Linked DNA regions of Mus musculus: all the other regions are linked to region 1. Evidence: chromatin contacts called from public HiChIP or PLAC-seq and Micro-C data. All regions are on one chromosome and are shown on one strand. The core of a region is the stretch at or near the end of the contact, and the rest is flanking DNA. Distances in the headings are between cores, read along the strand shown.

Evidence for each region. A called contact is a pair of places that touch in the nucleus more often than the background predicts. HiChIP or PLAC-seq counts read pairs in DNA pulled down with a chosen protein or histone mark.
Region 2: a contact with region 1 is called in a Micro-C map of embryonic stem cells, with 2.8 times the contacts expected there. The contact joins two enhancer-like sites. A contact is called at or near these places in 5 of 39 promoter capture datasets (the 3T3-L1 cell line, cranial neural crest, frontonasal cranial neural crest and 2 more), 4 of 484 Hi-C or Micro-C datasets (cortical neurons, embryonic stem cells and palatal mesenchyme) and 5 of 115 datasets of contacts at active chromatin or transcription factors (astrocytes, embryonic forebrain, embryonic midbrain and 1 more).
Region 3: an H3K27ac HiChIP or PLAC-seq map of embryonic stem cells shows a contact between it and region 1, with 5 read pairs. The contact joins two enhancer-like sites.

The regions. Positions count from the first base shown.
Region 1 is chr16:21,805,868-21,810,715 of GRCm38.p6, reverse strand. 1300002E11Rik (RIKEN cDNA 1300002E11 gene) reads right to left here. Exons shown (of 3, transcript NR_037958.1): 3 at 1,676-2,038. Among named protein-coding and RNA genes, the nearest start is that of 1300002E11Rik, 14 kb to the right of the region's middle. Within about 2 kb of position 2,650, at least 12 of the 459 cell types and tissues checked have an H3K27ac peak or open chromatin away from gene starts, as enhancers often do. A contact at or near this core is called in embryonic stem cells, where this site is marked.
Region 2 is chr16:21,209,140-21,213,987 of GRCm38.p6, reverse strand. It overlaps Ephb3 (Eph receptor B3), which reads right to left. Exons shown (of 16, transcript NM_010143.1): 2 at 1,034-1,098. Among named protein-coding and RNA genes, the nearest start is that of Ephb3, 6.8 kb to the right of the region's middle. Within about 2 kb of position 2,902, at least 230 of the 459 cell types and tissues checked have an H3K27ac peak or open chromatin away from gene starts, as enhancers often do. A contact at or near this core is called in embryonic stem cells, where this site is marked.
Region 3 is chr16:22,397,017-22,401,864 of GRCm38.p6, reverse strand. It overlaps Etv5 (ets variant 5), which reads left to right. Exons shown (of 13, transcript NM_023794.2): 8 at 1-193; 9 at 2,486-2,545. Among named protein-coding and RNA genes, the nearest start is that of Etv5, 40 kb to the left of the region's middle. Within about 2 kb of position 2,869, at least 65 of the 459 cell types and tissues checked have an H3K27ac peak or open chromatin away from gene starts, as enhancers often do. A contact at or near this core is called in embryonic stem cells, where this site is marked.

The DNA of each region.
Region 1 (4,848 bases), core at 1,401-3,900:
CAGCAGGCAGGCACAACTCCTGTACTCTTGCTTTCCTCGTGGCTGGAACAGGAGGACCTGGAGTGATCCACATGCTGGCTAATATCTTTGACAAATGACTTTCAAAACTATCCAGTCACCAAGTTTGCATCAACTCTGGGAATGTTTAGACATTAACATCAGCAGTGGCTGGTTCTGGTGACTGCCACCTCTGAGTGAGCAAGCTGTTGACAATGAGCAGGCCCATTGTCAGGTTTTTTTCTAGAATAGCAATGTCAAGCTTCCTTCTAGGCAAACAGGCTTTTAGGGTTCCACAGAACAAGATTCGTGACTCCAGTGCAGTCGTATCTGAGCAAGATAACTTTCAAAGACTCCAATGTACAACCTGCCCATTGTCAGTGTGTAGGACCTCCTGCCTATAAACATTACCCAGTTTAAAATGACTACTACACTCTTTGTTTTGTCTGCATATGTCTTCCCAACACTATAGTTACTACAGGATAGTGCGGTACATATAGTACTATAGCTATTTCAAGTGTTTCAGAACAAAGCAGAATATTAATTAAATGCACTCTTTAAAGTAATTTTTAAATATAAGAAGCTCAGTTTGGGTCATGGATCTATACACACCTCTTAGTGCAGGCTAAATACACACCTTTAATAAACACGTTCTGAGTGTCTCTGGCGTCACACTTCATTCCTGGAGAAATACTAGTGAAGAGGATGTCACTCTGAGATGAACACATAGGGAGCAGAGAAGACATAGGGGACGAAGATGCCATGCAGCTAAAGTAAGACGGCTGGAGAGAGCCCCACTCACAGACCCGGAGGCCGGAAGCTGAGTGGTTACTGCAGTCATCTGAGAGCAGATCGCGGGACATGTAACGAATCTCACACAGAGCTCCTAAAGCTTCAGGAGAAATCTCTGGCCTTTCTAGAGAAAGGTGTGCCTGGGGCAGTGTACGGGCTGCTTGTGTGTCAACTTGACACAGCTGGAGTTATCACAGAGAAAGGAGCTTGTGGGTGGTGCCATCTCTGGGCTGGTAGTCTTGGTTCTATAAGAGAGCAGGCTGAGCAAGCCAGGGGAAGCAAGCCAGTAAAGAACATCCCTCCATGGCCTCTGCATCAGCTCCTGCTTCCTGACCTGCTTGAGTTCCAGACCTGACTTCCTTGGCGATGAACAGCAGTATGGAAGTGTAAGCCAAATAAACCCTTTCCTCCCCAACTTGCTTCTTGGTCATGATGTCTGTGCAGGAATAGAAACCCTGACTAAGACAGCCAGTGTCCTACTTGCTTGATCTGTTGCTGGGATAAACACCCTGAGAAAAGCAACTTAAGGAAGGAGTCTATGTTGGCTCACAGTTCCCGTACCAAGGCAGTCAAGGCATCAGGAGCACCACAGTGGCCGATCGGTCACACCGCGTCCAGACAGGAAGAACAGGACGGGAAATGCTGGCTCTCTGTCTGCGTCCTCCTTTCATTAAGTCCAGGGTGCAAGCCTAAGGAATGGAGCCACCCATAGCAGGCTCTTCCTATCTCAGATAACCATATCAAGATGATCTCTGTGTGCCAGAGGCTTGTTTCTTAGAAAGTTCTAGATGCTATAAAGTTAACAATCAACACTAACCACAACTCCATCCTTTAAAACTTGACATCCAAACACAATAATTTGAAGCCATGGACCTTTCAACCCATCTTTCCAGAATTTCATGACCATCTGTTTAATTTTTTTTATTACAACTATTTTCGATCTGTGTGTGTGTGTGTGTGTGTGTGTGCATACTCATGCATGTGCCCGATATATGTGAGTGCTATAGAAGTCAGAAGAAGTTGCAGGAATCAGCTCTCTCCTTCCACACTTTGGCTTTGGGGATTGAACTCAAGTCAAAAGGTAATACAATACTTTCTGAGTTTTCCTGGCAGCCTTCATTGTCATCTTATAATGCAAACATATGTCCAGGACAACTTCAAAAGTCCCCATATTCTTCAACAATTCCAATACTGTTCACAAGTCCAAAGCCTTATTTCAGATTTGAGGTAATCTCTTAACTGTGAGTGCCTAGAAAATAAAAAAAACAAGTTACATAGTTCCAAAATAAAATGACATGAGTGACCATTCCTATTCCAAAAGGGAGAAATGAAGGCATAGGAGAGAATAATCATGCCCAAAGCAAGCCTAAAACCCAACAGAGAAGACATCAAGCTTGCAGTACCAAGTCTGCCATTGGGGTGACGGGATCCCCATCCCTCCGGACGTACCACTTAGGCACACTCAACTTCTCCCTTGAGTAGCTTCACTCCATGGACGCTGCTTTCCCTGTCAGATGTCCCATGGGTCTGACATCAACATTCACAGCTTCAGGCAGTAGCCTCTCAGGCCCTTTGTGGGACTATGACCTTGCCACACTACCTGGCCTCGGCTGCTCTCTGAAACTGTGGAGCAAGAATCCACCACCTCTTCAATCTTGCATCTTTCACTGATTTCAAAACCTGTACCAGGTAGACAACAACGCCAAGTCCTGCTAACTCCAGACATGTCCTGGCTCCCTGGACCATAGATCTACCAGCTTCTCTGAGCTGACCCCAAGGGACTCTTCTAGGCCATTGCTCCCAAGGAATCAAGAACCCATTCAGTTCAGACTTCCTCTGACTGACTTTGTATCCTGATAAGTTGGAGTCTGGTGGGTGAGGTTTGCCTTCAGGGCCTTTTCTATTGTCAGGTGCAACTCAGATTTCTCTTCAGTGACTGATCTCTTTAACAATACAACTGTTTCCCCAGCTGTGAGGAGCGGGTGTGGCGGCAGTCCCAAAGGCGCCAGGGACTGCAGCTAAGTCGTATGACTTGCACCTGACTTCCTCATATAAGCCACAAACATCTTGAGAGCTGCGCAGGTGTACCGGATACCGGTGAATCCATTTTGATGGAGATATGCCCCTGCTGCCCTGATTAGCTGAAGCTGCGTGCCTGGTGAGGTGGCGTGGCCTGCTGTGCGTGGATGGGAACTGAGAGTATAAAAGAGTGAGAGGCCCAGGGTTCGGGGGAGATATAAACAAGGGAGATATAGAGAAAGAAGAAACAGGACTGAATAAACGTGTGCAGAAGGATCCTGTTGCACGTCGTTCTTCCTGGCCAGTTGAGCGCGCGCAAGACCCAGCACCAGCCTGGTTGCAACCCTGTCTTGAGATTTTTTTCTGCCAAACAAATTGATCTACTCCCTTTAAATTCTACTTGACTAAGTTGCCAGGGCATGGGCACAATGAAGCCAGACTCTCTGCTGAAAGGTCACATGAATTGCCCCTGCCCAGTTCATGACTGAGTCCTCTCGTTTTCCTCTGAAACCTCAGGACTTCACTGTCTGCATTTCTCTTGTTCCCCTCTCCAAAGTTCCCAGAATAATGACCCATTACCTTCTGCCTAAAATATGCAAGGGTTTTTTCTTGTCTGAAGTTCTAAACTCCTCCCCAATTCTTCCCACAAACTAGTTTCAAAGGCCTAGGAGCAATATGTTCAAGCTTATCTATAAAAGGCCTCACTTCCTGGTATCAATTTTCTTAGTTACTCTTCCTACCGCTGTGATAATAAAAGCAACTTAAGGGAGGAGTTTATTTTGGCTCACAGTTCCAGAGTGCAGTCCACTGTGCCAAGGTAATCATGGTATCAGGAGCCTGAAGCAGCTGGTCACACTGTGTCCACAGTCAGGAGGAACAGGATGATAATGGTGGCCCTCTGCCTGCTGCCTTCTTTCATGAAGTTCAGGATGCAAGCCTATGGAATGGAGATGCCCACAGGGGGGTCCCCCTACTTCAAATAAGATCACCAAGATGATCCCTGACATGTGTTTCCTAAGAGGTTCTAGATGCTACCAAGTTGGCTATCAACATTAGCCATCTCAAGTAGTCTGTTAGAAAATGAACTACAAAAACCTGAGGGACAGTAGTGACCAATCAGGTAAGGCCCTGAGAAACTATGATAAGGTTTAAGGTTTATATACAGAAAGAGCTATTACTCAGGGTATTTAAAAGAAGTTAAAGTAACTAGATAACAACTAGTAGACACAGGAAGACCTGGTTAATAAAAGCTTACTTAATCTCTACTACCTTCTAGGCATTGCCCAGCCTTGGGCATATAGTAGCAAATAAAACACGTGCCAGTGTTTGGTTCCATCATGACCAGTCTGCTGGGGTAGGTACAATCAACACACAAGAAAGTAAGCAAATGATGTACTCTGCGGGGGGGGGGGGGGGGGGAGACTGGGGAAACAATGGCAGAGAGACGTCTCGTCTGAAGTGTGGGAGAAGGCTTCTTTTAAGAAATAATATTTGCCAGAGGTGGCAGTATCATATGCCTTTGATCCTAGTACTTAGGTCGTAGAGGCAGGCAGATCTCTATGAGTTCAAGGCCAGCCTGGTCTACAGAGCGAGTTACAGGACAGCCAAGACTATACGGTGAAACCCTATCTTGAAAAACAAAAACAAAACAAAACACACACACACAAAAGGAGGAAAAACTATTTGGACAAAGATTGGTAGAATGAGTTCAATAAACAGGGCTAGGATGCTATGTTAGATACTTTTCTGTTGCTATGATAAAACACCACAACTAAAAGCAACTTAAAAAAGAAAGAGTTTATTTGGGCTTACATTTCCAAAGGGCTAAGAGTCCATTATGGAAGGGCATGGCAGCAGAGGCAGGAAAAAAGAAGCTAGCATCTCTCATCTCAACCACTAGTCCAAGCTGAGAGCAAACTTGAAGTAGGACGGAGCCTTAAGCTCTCAAATGCTTCCCCCAGTGACAAACTTCCCCCAGCAGGACTGCACGTCCTAAACGGTTTCAATGAGGGTCGTTTCTCATTGAAACCGTCAGAGACA
Region 2 (4,848 bases), core at 1,653-4,152, 600 kb after region 1:
AACAATGCAACTTGGTTAGTCTTGCCCTACCAAGAGAGAACATTTGGTGGGAACTGGCTGTCAACACTACCAACACATTTCATCATCACAAAAATTCCACAAAAAAATCCAAGTCTCATAGAAGAGTCGGAGCAGCTAAAACCCAGTTGACCTGATGGCTGCAGAGTCTACAGTGCCATCATACCCCAGGGCCCAGGGGTATGATACCTCAGCCCAGTCATGAGGCCACCAGAGGAAGTCAATTCCAACAGCTGAGAGTAGAATGGTAGGAATTTAATAGTCAAGAAATAGAGGCCCAGGAAAGTCAATTGTCCTGCTCAAAAGCACACAATATGTTAGAGATCTGGGGCCTAGGCCTCCTGGCTCTCTCTTAGTTTATTTGTTTATTTACTTTATATTTATTTATTTATTTATTTATTTATTTTTTAAAAAGATTTATTTATTATATGCAAGTACACCGTAGCTGTCCTCAGACAGCACCAGAAGAGGACATCAGATCTCATTTCGGGTGGTTGTGAGCCACCATGTGGTTGCTGGGATTTGAACTCTGGACCTTCGGAAGAGCAGTCGGGTGCTCTTACCCACTGAGCCATCTCACCAGCCCCTATATTTATTTTTAAAGACAGGTTCTTTCACTATGTAGTCCTGGCTGTCCTGGAACTATGTAGACCGGGCTGTCCTAGAATTCACAAAGATGTGTCTGCCTCTGCCTCCCAAGAGCTTCTCTTAAAAGCAGGAGCCACCATGCTTTGGCTTCCCTTCCTGGATCCTGAGGCATCACTCCTTCCAGGGACCCAGGTGGGAGTGGGGTGGTCTGGATAGACTTGGAAGGGCTGCTAGGTGAGGGCAATAGGACAACTATGGACCAGCAGACAGAAGAATGAGAGACACAAACATTCACACCCTAGGAGGATCGGGCTAAGATATGAGAATACTACTGGAGCTGAAGGACAGAGGCAGCCCAGGTCCAGGCCTTGGAGGGAGAAGGCATAACAGCAACCAAAATTCAGTATAGACGATGGGCAAGTCTTACCCCACTCTCTGGATGAGATGTCCATGCCAGCTCAGACGTCACCCATTTCGTGTCCATGAGAGTCTCTGGGGGAAGCAATAGAAGGGAAGATCAGGGGCTAACCTCAGAATGAGGGAGAAGTGACCCAGGAAAGTCAGGGATGTAAGAAACAAGTTTCCGTCTGGGACAGCCTCTCCCAAGTCTCCAAAGATGCCTCCCCTTTCCTGACCCTGAAGTCATCCCCAGAGGTGTCACAACTCCAAAGATGTGTCTGGCTTGGTAGGGGTAGATGTCCACCTTTGACCCTAGGCTTGGGTTAACTGAGGCTGGAGCAAAGGCTGGTTCACACACCTCAGGCTCTACTAATCTTCACACAAAGGGGCCAGCAGGGCCTTTATCCTGGAACAAAGGGCTGTGGGCTTCAGACCCAGCAGTGTGGGCCTCCCCTGACTCCATTCCCAGCACAAAGGCCCAGCCTCACACACTGCCCTGGGGAAGAGCAGTGGCAGGCCAGGGCCTGCTCCCAGCCTCCTACTCAGCCACCTGTGGGGGTTGAAGCAAGGATGCTCTTTGAGGTAAAAGGACCACCGGTGCCTAGAACTTAATTCAAAGCTTCATGAAATCCCTGGAGAAGGCACTGCTCACAGTCCTCTACAGAAGCAGGATGCCCACACAGAGCTGGTCTAATTGGAGGGCGAGGAGTTTCAGCTTAGTGTGGGACTACATGGTGAAATTCTGTCTCAAAAATGAAAACCAACGCCCCCCCCCCCCCCCCGTAAAGCTCAGAAAACTGGAAACTGGCTGTGTGTCCCACCAAACTTCTCCCTCCAGGAAGTGTTTCTTGTATCCCCAAGACAGGTGAGTCACTTTCCTCTGTGAATCAAGGGACAACAGCCCCTCTCTGTTTTGAGCTCCAGTTCCTTGTCAGCTCAGCTTGCTCAGCCATGGGAGGGGCACCTGTAATGTTCTAGACATAAACTTGCACCCTAGAATCTGTTTCTGAGCTTTGGCTAGACAACTGAAGACAGCAAAAACCCAAGATCAGACCTAGCATGACACCAGGAAGGCAAGGGACAATCCCCTCCACGCCCCCTTCTTTCCTGTAGCCTGAGACCCAAAGAAGTCTCAACTTTGGACTTTAACAGGCAGAGACACCCCAGAACGTCTAGAGGCTGTTGCATCCTTGATGGGACAGCTGAGGGTCTCTAGAAGGTACGAACTCCACATGTTCCTGCAGAAGCCATCAGAGAGCCCAGTGGGGGGACAGGGCAGAGATGAGTGGACCCAAGTGGGTGGCACAGGGGCACAGTTTAAGCAGGCACTCGCTGCAAGGAGCCAGGCTCTATAACTACAGCAGCTGGTGGTCCTTACTAAGCTGTCTTCATGGCAAGCTGTCCCAGCCTCCTCTGGCAGACAGACCTACAGACACATATTTGTCCTGAAAGTGGTCCTTCAGGAAAGCAGAGATGATCAGAAGCAGGGACCTAGAGATAGCACGGAAAGCAGGGCCTTGGCTGGACCAGAAGATGGTCCAAGTTGAACGACTCTGGCAGACTGGGACCAGACAGCGAGATGCTGGGCAGCGGACTACAACAGACAGTAAGATGAAGAGACAAGGAGGCCCAAAGAGACATCGACAGAGAAGGAGATTGCCAAGTGGCCTCTTCCCCAGCCGGCAGCCTGGAATACTCCTGTCCCAGTGAGCAGCCACTCCGCGCTGAGCCAAGCGCATACCCTCCCCCAGCCAACCAGCCGGCCAGTCCGCCTGCTTGTCTGCCCGCCGCCGCCTGCCGCTGCCCGCCCGCTGGAGCAGGCAAGGGCTCCCACAGCTCCCGCGCGCTGCCTCCCTCCTCCCTCTCCCTCACTTCCTTCTGCTCAGCCTGTGCCAAACCCATCTGGAACTGTTTAAACCCAAATATTCAGCCCCCTCCCCCCTCCAGCCAGATTCCTCCACAGTTTAAAACAAGCCCTGCGCTGGCTCCGGGAGGAGGGGAGGGGGAGGAGAGAGGGGAGGGCTGGAGGCGGGTGAAGGAGGAGGGAGAGAGGGAGGCTCTTCATTTCTGTTTAATTTCTGGAGAGGGAGGGAGGGGATCAGCCTTTGGCCATCGCTCAATCTCGGCACATTTTTCCCATTAATGAGGAGAGGACTTGGGTTTCCAGGCCTGTGTGCCTGAGGAGGGGCTCGGGCTCCGGTCACCAGGGTGGGGAGGAGGCGGGCCGCTTTGGTTTCCCCTCTTCTCTTGGGAGAGGAGGGGTCTGCTCCTTGCAGTCTGCCCAAGCACGGGAGGGAGATCTAGGGCAGACTGAGTATCAGTGGCCTGGTCTCAGAAGGACTGACTGGGTTATAGCACCCATCTCTACTCACGGTACCAGGAGGGAGATCTTTTCTCTGCTGCGAAGACAAGTACTAAGAACAAAAGAGCAACCTCCAAATACTCCTAGCTGCTGCTTCCACGCCAACCCCTTAACCAGGTGGCTGTGGAGGGAGATAAGAAAGGACGGCCAGCCCCTAGGCACAGGACTTGTATTGTTCTTAAGAGTCAATGGGAAGCTATCACCATGTTGGTGATCTGGAACTGGGGCTTTGACAAAACACCCTTTCGGTTTTCCACCGGGCCACAGCCAAAGCAAGTAGCTGTGGCAGCAACTGTGTGGCTCTCACCTATGCACAAACACAACACTTGCACAGGCAGTACCCAGTTCTCTGTGGCTGAAGTTGTTTCCCACTACTGGGACCAAAGAAGGGAAAGTCAACACATCTGGTGGACAAATCTACTCGGAACCACCCACAAACACGTACACGGCCCCCACACAGCTCTTCTGACAGATGCATGTGGCACAAACAGATTAGTCTCCTTAGACATTCACAGAATCTTTCCTACACACAGATCCAGCGTGCCCTAAGGCAGGCCCACTCTCGGCCACACAGCCTTTCTAGGGACAGGCACGCCCAATCCTACAGCACATCCTCCCCTCACACGCCCCATTGCACAGCTACAAGGCACACCATCCTGCACAGAAACTACAAACACAAGTACTAGTTTCCCTGCACAACACATGGAAAACACCACAGCACCACGAAGGAGCACGGAAACTCAATTTAAGAATCAACCATCAACGGGGCAGTTTGTGGCATACATTAATCCCAGTATGTGGGAGGCAGAGGCAGGACGATCCCTATGAGTTTGAGGCCAATAAAGTCTATAGAGAGAGTTCTAAGACAGTCAGGGTTACACAGAGAAACTTTTGTTTCAGGGGAGAAAAAGCATCAATCATTAAAGTTAGTGTAACAACTCAGAGGTTCCACAAGCAGCAGACACTCACAGCAAGCATGCTTTTCTTTGAGGTAGACCTATGGAAAAGTTGGGGGAAGGTGCTAATTCTTACCCTACCTCTCAAAGAGGCAGGGCAACCCCAGATCTACTTCCTGTTGTCCTGGCTAAAGCAGGAGCAGTCAGTCAGGTCACAAGGCTGGGGGTGGGGCAGGGGCATTGAGATGATTCTGGGTGTGGCTGGGTGCGGCCTCCTCAGGTATAGCCCCTGCCTAAGCAGCAAGCCACTTCCCTGGCAGCAAAATGGTAGTGTGTGGACTCCTAAGCCTTGGGGAGGAAGCATCATTCAGCAGTCTGGTTCAGGAGCTGGCGCTTAAGTTTGGAGAGCTGGTAACGATGGGGACACTGTGGATAACCTGGTCTGCCTCTGAGGGTCTCGTTTGACTACACTTGTGCAAGCGCACAGCCTGAGATCCTTGCTGGCTGCCCTGGTGAAGGGCCAGGCCCACTCAATTTTACTGAGATGCCAGACTCCACAGTACCTCCAGGTTCCAAGTCCTCCAG
Region 3 (4,848 bases), core at 1,620-4,119, 590 kb before region 1:
CGCCCCAGCTACCACCGGCAGATGTCAGAGCCCATTGTCCCCGCAGCTCCGCCACCCCTTCAGGGATTCAAGCAGGAATACCATGACCCACTGTATGAACATGGGGTCCCTGGGATGCCTGGTCCTCCAGCACATGGGTTCCAGTCACCCATGGGGATCAAGCAGGAGCCCCGAGATTACTGTGCTGACTCAGGTTAGCGCAAACTCACTGCATCGGCGTCTATGTTCTCACCTGGCTGTCTGATGAGCATTGGGCTGCTCTCTTCGAGGGTCTAAGAATTGCCTTTCGGGACTGAAGATTGTAGCAACGCAATATCCTGGGGTTCATGCCCAGCACTTCTAAAACCAAATCAACAACCCTCAAAGAGCTTAATGAATTAGTTCATTGTATTCAGAAGTGTGTAAAATACACCTAAGGCGAATTTGAAGCCTGCTGAGCCCACATTTGGGTGGTGCCCTACCCTTAAGGGTACCGGGCATAAGGAACACAATTTGGGTGTTTTAGCTTTGAGGCTTTGTTTTCAATACAGCAGACACAGTATAATCATAAGAAAAGAGGTCGCCTCTCAGACACAGTTCTGTGATTGAAATAAACCTTCCAAGAAGCACCTGCTGCTGTCCCGCAGATGTGCTGAGTGCTCCCAGATTCTCTGAGGCGCTGTTTTCCATTGCTATGTCCTGCAGAGGCTACTGGTCTGCACAGGAAGATGTGTAACCTGTGATGGTCCCTGCTGTTTGCCTAGGAGCTTCAGCATGTTAAGTTGAGGCTGTTTGACCTCTGTGTCTTGTGAACCAGACTCTGGAGGAAAGCCGACCAGGGAGAGTAAGCATTCCCACTCTTTCCTTACAGTCAGGACTGAAATGACCTGGGAGTAGTTGGTGGGTTTTCTGCCGTTCGCTGTGGGCTTTTCTCGCTGTGGGCTTTTCTTAAGCCCCTTTGGAAGGTTGGAGCAGTCAGCTGAATGGCTCTTGTGGGTGAAGTGGGATATAGAGTCTGCTCTTGGTCTCTGAGATAACACCATGATTTAGATAGAAACTAGTTTGGGGCAATCTGAGAACGTAGGCCAGTGGAGACTGCTGATAGGTTATACAAATAAATTGTCACTGAATTCTTTTTGAAGACTTTGAAACATATTTCTTGGAAGTCATGATATGATGGCCATATTTTTTCTTTAGGACTGGAATTGACTCTAGTATGTATAATATATATTATATACTATTAGCTTAGTTATGTGTGTGTGTCAGTGTATGTATATGTGAGTGCCCCAGTCCCCGTCGTTGTCGTCCCCCAACCCCCCAACTGGAGCTACAGATGGTTGTGAGCTGTTGTTGTGGGTGTTAGGAATTGAAGCTTAGGTCCTCTTGAAGAGCAGTATGTTCGTTCTTTTAACCACTGAGCCCTCTCCAGCCTGCTGGCATTGACATTTTAATTTGGCCAGCCATTTTTAATCTCCTCCCATTCACTTGAGGAAAAGCATTCCGTGGAGGTTCACCTCAGAAGCATTCCCAGTGTGCACCCAGATCACTCTCTCCTCTCATGGGACCTGAAGAAGAGACCGCTTGAGTGTTAGTTTCAGCATCACAGATCCAGTGGGGTGAAAACATGCTCACCAAACTACAGTACCCACCCTGCCAGTTGTCATCCTGGCTGCAGAGCTTTAGTGCCACTAATCCCTCTGGCCTTAAATACCCTCACTCCAGGCAACAGAATTGGATGTGGCCTTCAGTGACCAGAGGAGCAGATTGAGAAAGAGCTAAGGCTCTTCCCCTCCCCATCTGGAAGCCCCTTGGACAGGCAGTTTCTTGTGTTCCTGTCAGCTTGCCCACCAAGTGCAGTGATAACGGGTTCTAAGATGAGACAGAGCTTTATCTCTTTGTCCTGTGCCTCTTGATGAGAAGGGTCTTGGTGGTTTGTAGTGTTTACCATATTGTTTATTAGCTTGGTCCATTTCCACAGACCAAGGCCTTAAATTAAACACTTGACCTTTCTCTTAGGTTGATTCTTAGTTGCTGTAATAAAACACTCATCAAAAGCAACTTGGTGATGTAGGGAGTGGGACTGGAGTATTTGGCGTAGGGATGACGCACCATCATCATCGAGGGATGCCAAGGCAAGAGCTGTTGCAGAGACCACGGAGGAGTGCCACGTACTGGCTTTTCCTCTGGCTTACCCAGCCTACGGTCACACACACTCCAGGACCACCTGCATTAGGCAGACACTTCCCACAGTAGGCCAGGACCCAGCCCTTACAGTGATTAGTCAGTAAAATGCCCCACACATGTGCCACCAGCCTGTCTTGCTTGGTGGAAGGTCCCTCTCTTCCCAAGTAACTCAGACTTCTGTCAGGTTGACGAGAACTTAGTGCGCATCCTTAGCTGTGAGGTTTCGGGCCTTGGCTGCCAGCGTGCGTGCTCTCTGCTGTTTCCAGCATCGTCTCTGCTGTTATGTAGGGATTGTTGCTAAGAGTGCTGTGTTTCCTTTCAGAAGTGCCTAACTGCCAGTCATCCTACATGAGAGGCGGGTATTTCTCCAGCAGCCATGAAGGTAAGGAGCTTGCTTTGTCCTTTAAAAATGAATTTATCTGGGGAGCAGGGCCGAAATGAAAGTGCAGCACACATGTGGAAGGACTTCCTCCTTCCTCTTTTTATTTTCATTTTTTTTTGATAATACACACGTTTAATTGAGGATTACCATTTCTAAGCTGAGCTGTAAGGTCAGTGGTTAGACTTTCCATAGTGCATGCTATGAGAGCTAAGAGAGTTACTTTGTATGTGGGCTTTGAGTCAAGACTTTTAAGCACTGAGAAATCCACTCATCATTTTCAATGGCAGTGACCCTGACTTAGCAGAGTTCACAGGACAACGTGAAGAAAAGGGGAACTTGCTGTTACACTTCCTGCTACGTCAGCCTAAACTGGTCCTTAGGGCTTACGTCAGGAAACTTTACGTGGGTCCAGGGACATTTTAGGAAAGAAATTATGGCCGAGGATTGTTTTTTTGTTTTGTTTTGTTTTTTTAAGATTTATTTATTTATTTATTATAAATATGCAAGTGCACTGTAGCCGTCTTCAGACACACCAGAAGAGGGCATCAGATCCTGTGACAGATGGTTGTGAGCCACATGTGGTTGCTGGGATTTGAACTTGGGACCTCTGGAAGAGCAGTCGGTGCTCTTAACTGCTGAGCCAGTTCTCTAGCCATATGGCCGAGTGTTTGAATTTCACTTAATCTGGGCGGGTACCGCTTCATTGTAATGATTATGTAATGGGTGGTTGTCAGGTTAAAGCGAGAGGAAAGGCTCTCTGGAGTTCTTCCTTGGCCTTGAGAGTGCTAGAAGAGGGGGGCGGCTAGTGAAAGGCTGGTAGGCCTAGGAAGGTCGGTAAAGCAATGCAGAGGTGAGCCGCTCACAAAACAGTACAGGGTGTGACAGTGACAGACAGCGTTTTCTAATCGGAGAAACTAAGAACAGCTATGAGGAAAAATACAAGGTGATCTGCCCACGAGCATTAATTAATGTCTTGATGTTTAATGAATGTATACAAAAGGCAGAGGTTCTTAATATGTGGGTCGTGACCCCAAAGGGTGCCCCATAGCAGATATCCTGCACGGCGGATATATTTACACCAGGACTTGTAACGGTAGCAAGATTGCAGTTATGAAGTAGCAGTGAAATAATGTTATGGTTAGGGTTCAATACGACATGAGGGTCATAGCATTAGAAAGGCTGGGAACCACAAAAAAAGCTTTAGGGATAGACGAGAAGGCTCAGTATTATAAAGTGTTATAATTTTTTATATTAAAGTATTTATATATCAGTATTATACTGATGGGCTTCTGACTTCAGATTCCTACACTAAGGGGAAAAGTTAGTCATGGCCGCGCTTGCCTGTAATCACAGCACTGGAAGAAAGGCAGGAAGATCCTAACACTAACCTAATTGGACTAAGAGTAATTTAAAACAGCCACAGTGCTGGGCTAGGGGTGGAACTTGCCTGCCAATCAGGAAACCCTGGGATAGCGTCTCAGTACAGCACATAACCAGGCACTGAGGCCAAGTGCCTATAACCTTAGCGCTCAGGAGGTGGAGTCCGGGTGAGCAGGAAGTCAAGGCCATCTTTTGCTACATTGTGACTTTAAACCTTGCCTGGGATACTTCACACCCTATCAAAAACAGAGTAACAGTTCGCAGGATGGTTTAGAAGTTAAAGGTTCTGCCAGACCTGCCCACGGGAGTTATGATCATGAGGATTCACATGGTGTGGGAAGAGGAGAGTTGAGACGTCAGAGCTGCAGAGAGCATTTGCAGAACACATAGATAGCCCCTACGTGAATGGATGGTATTGGCGAAGCAGTCAGTCTATTTGATGGGCAGGAGCCGTTTGGGATCTCAGAAGATGTTTGTGATCTGAAAAGCCTTGAGAGGTAGGCTCTCTGCCAGGTAGTGTAGTAGGGTCAGGATGGCCTTTCCCGACACTGAGACTGGGAAGTGTGCCTTTCCTTAGAGTGGATCCCAGAAATAGGTTTTGCTTTCTGAACCTATCTGTCCACATCAGTGTCTTACCATCAGTCCGACTCCCCCAAACCAGTGGCACAGACTTCTGGGAACTTGGATCAACAGATTCTCAAGAGCTACTGAATTAGCTCCAACGTGGAGTCCAGAGGTCTCAGTTTTCAAGTTTGAAAATCACCCTCAATCTCAGGTGTACTTCCTAGACTCCCTGAGGGAGCTTTCTAAAGTGATGCTGCTGAGACTTCACCCTAAGACCGAGGTTCCCAACCTTCCTAATGCTTTCAATACACTTCCTCATGTTACGGTGACCCACCCCCACCCCCCATAAAATTATTTTT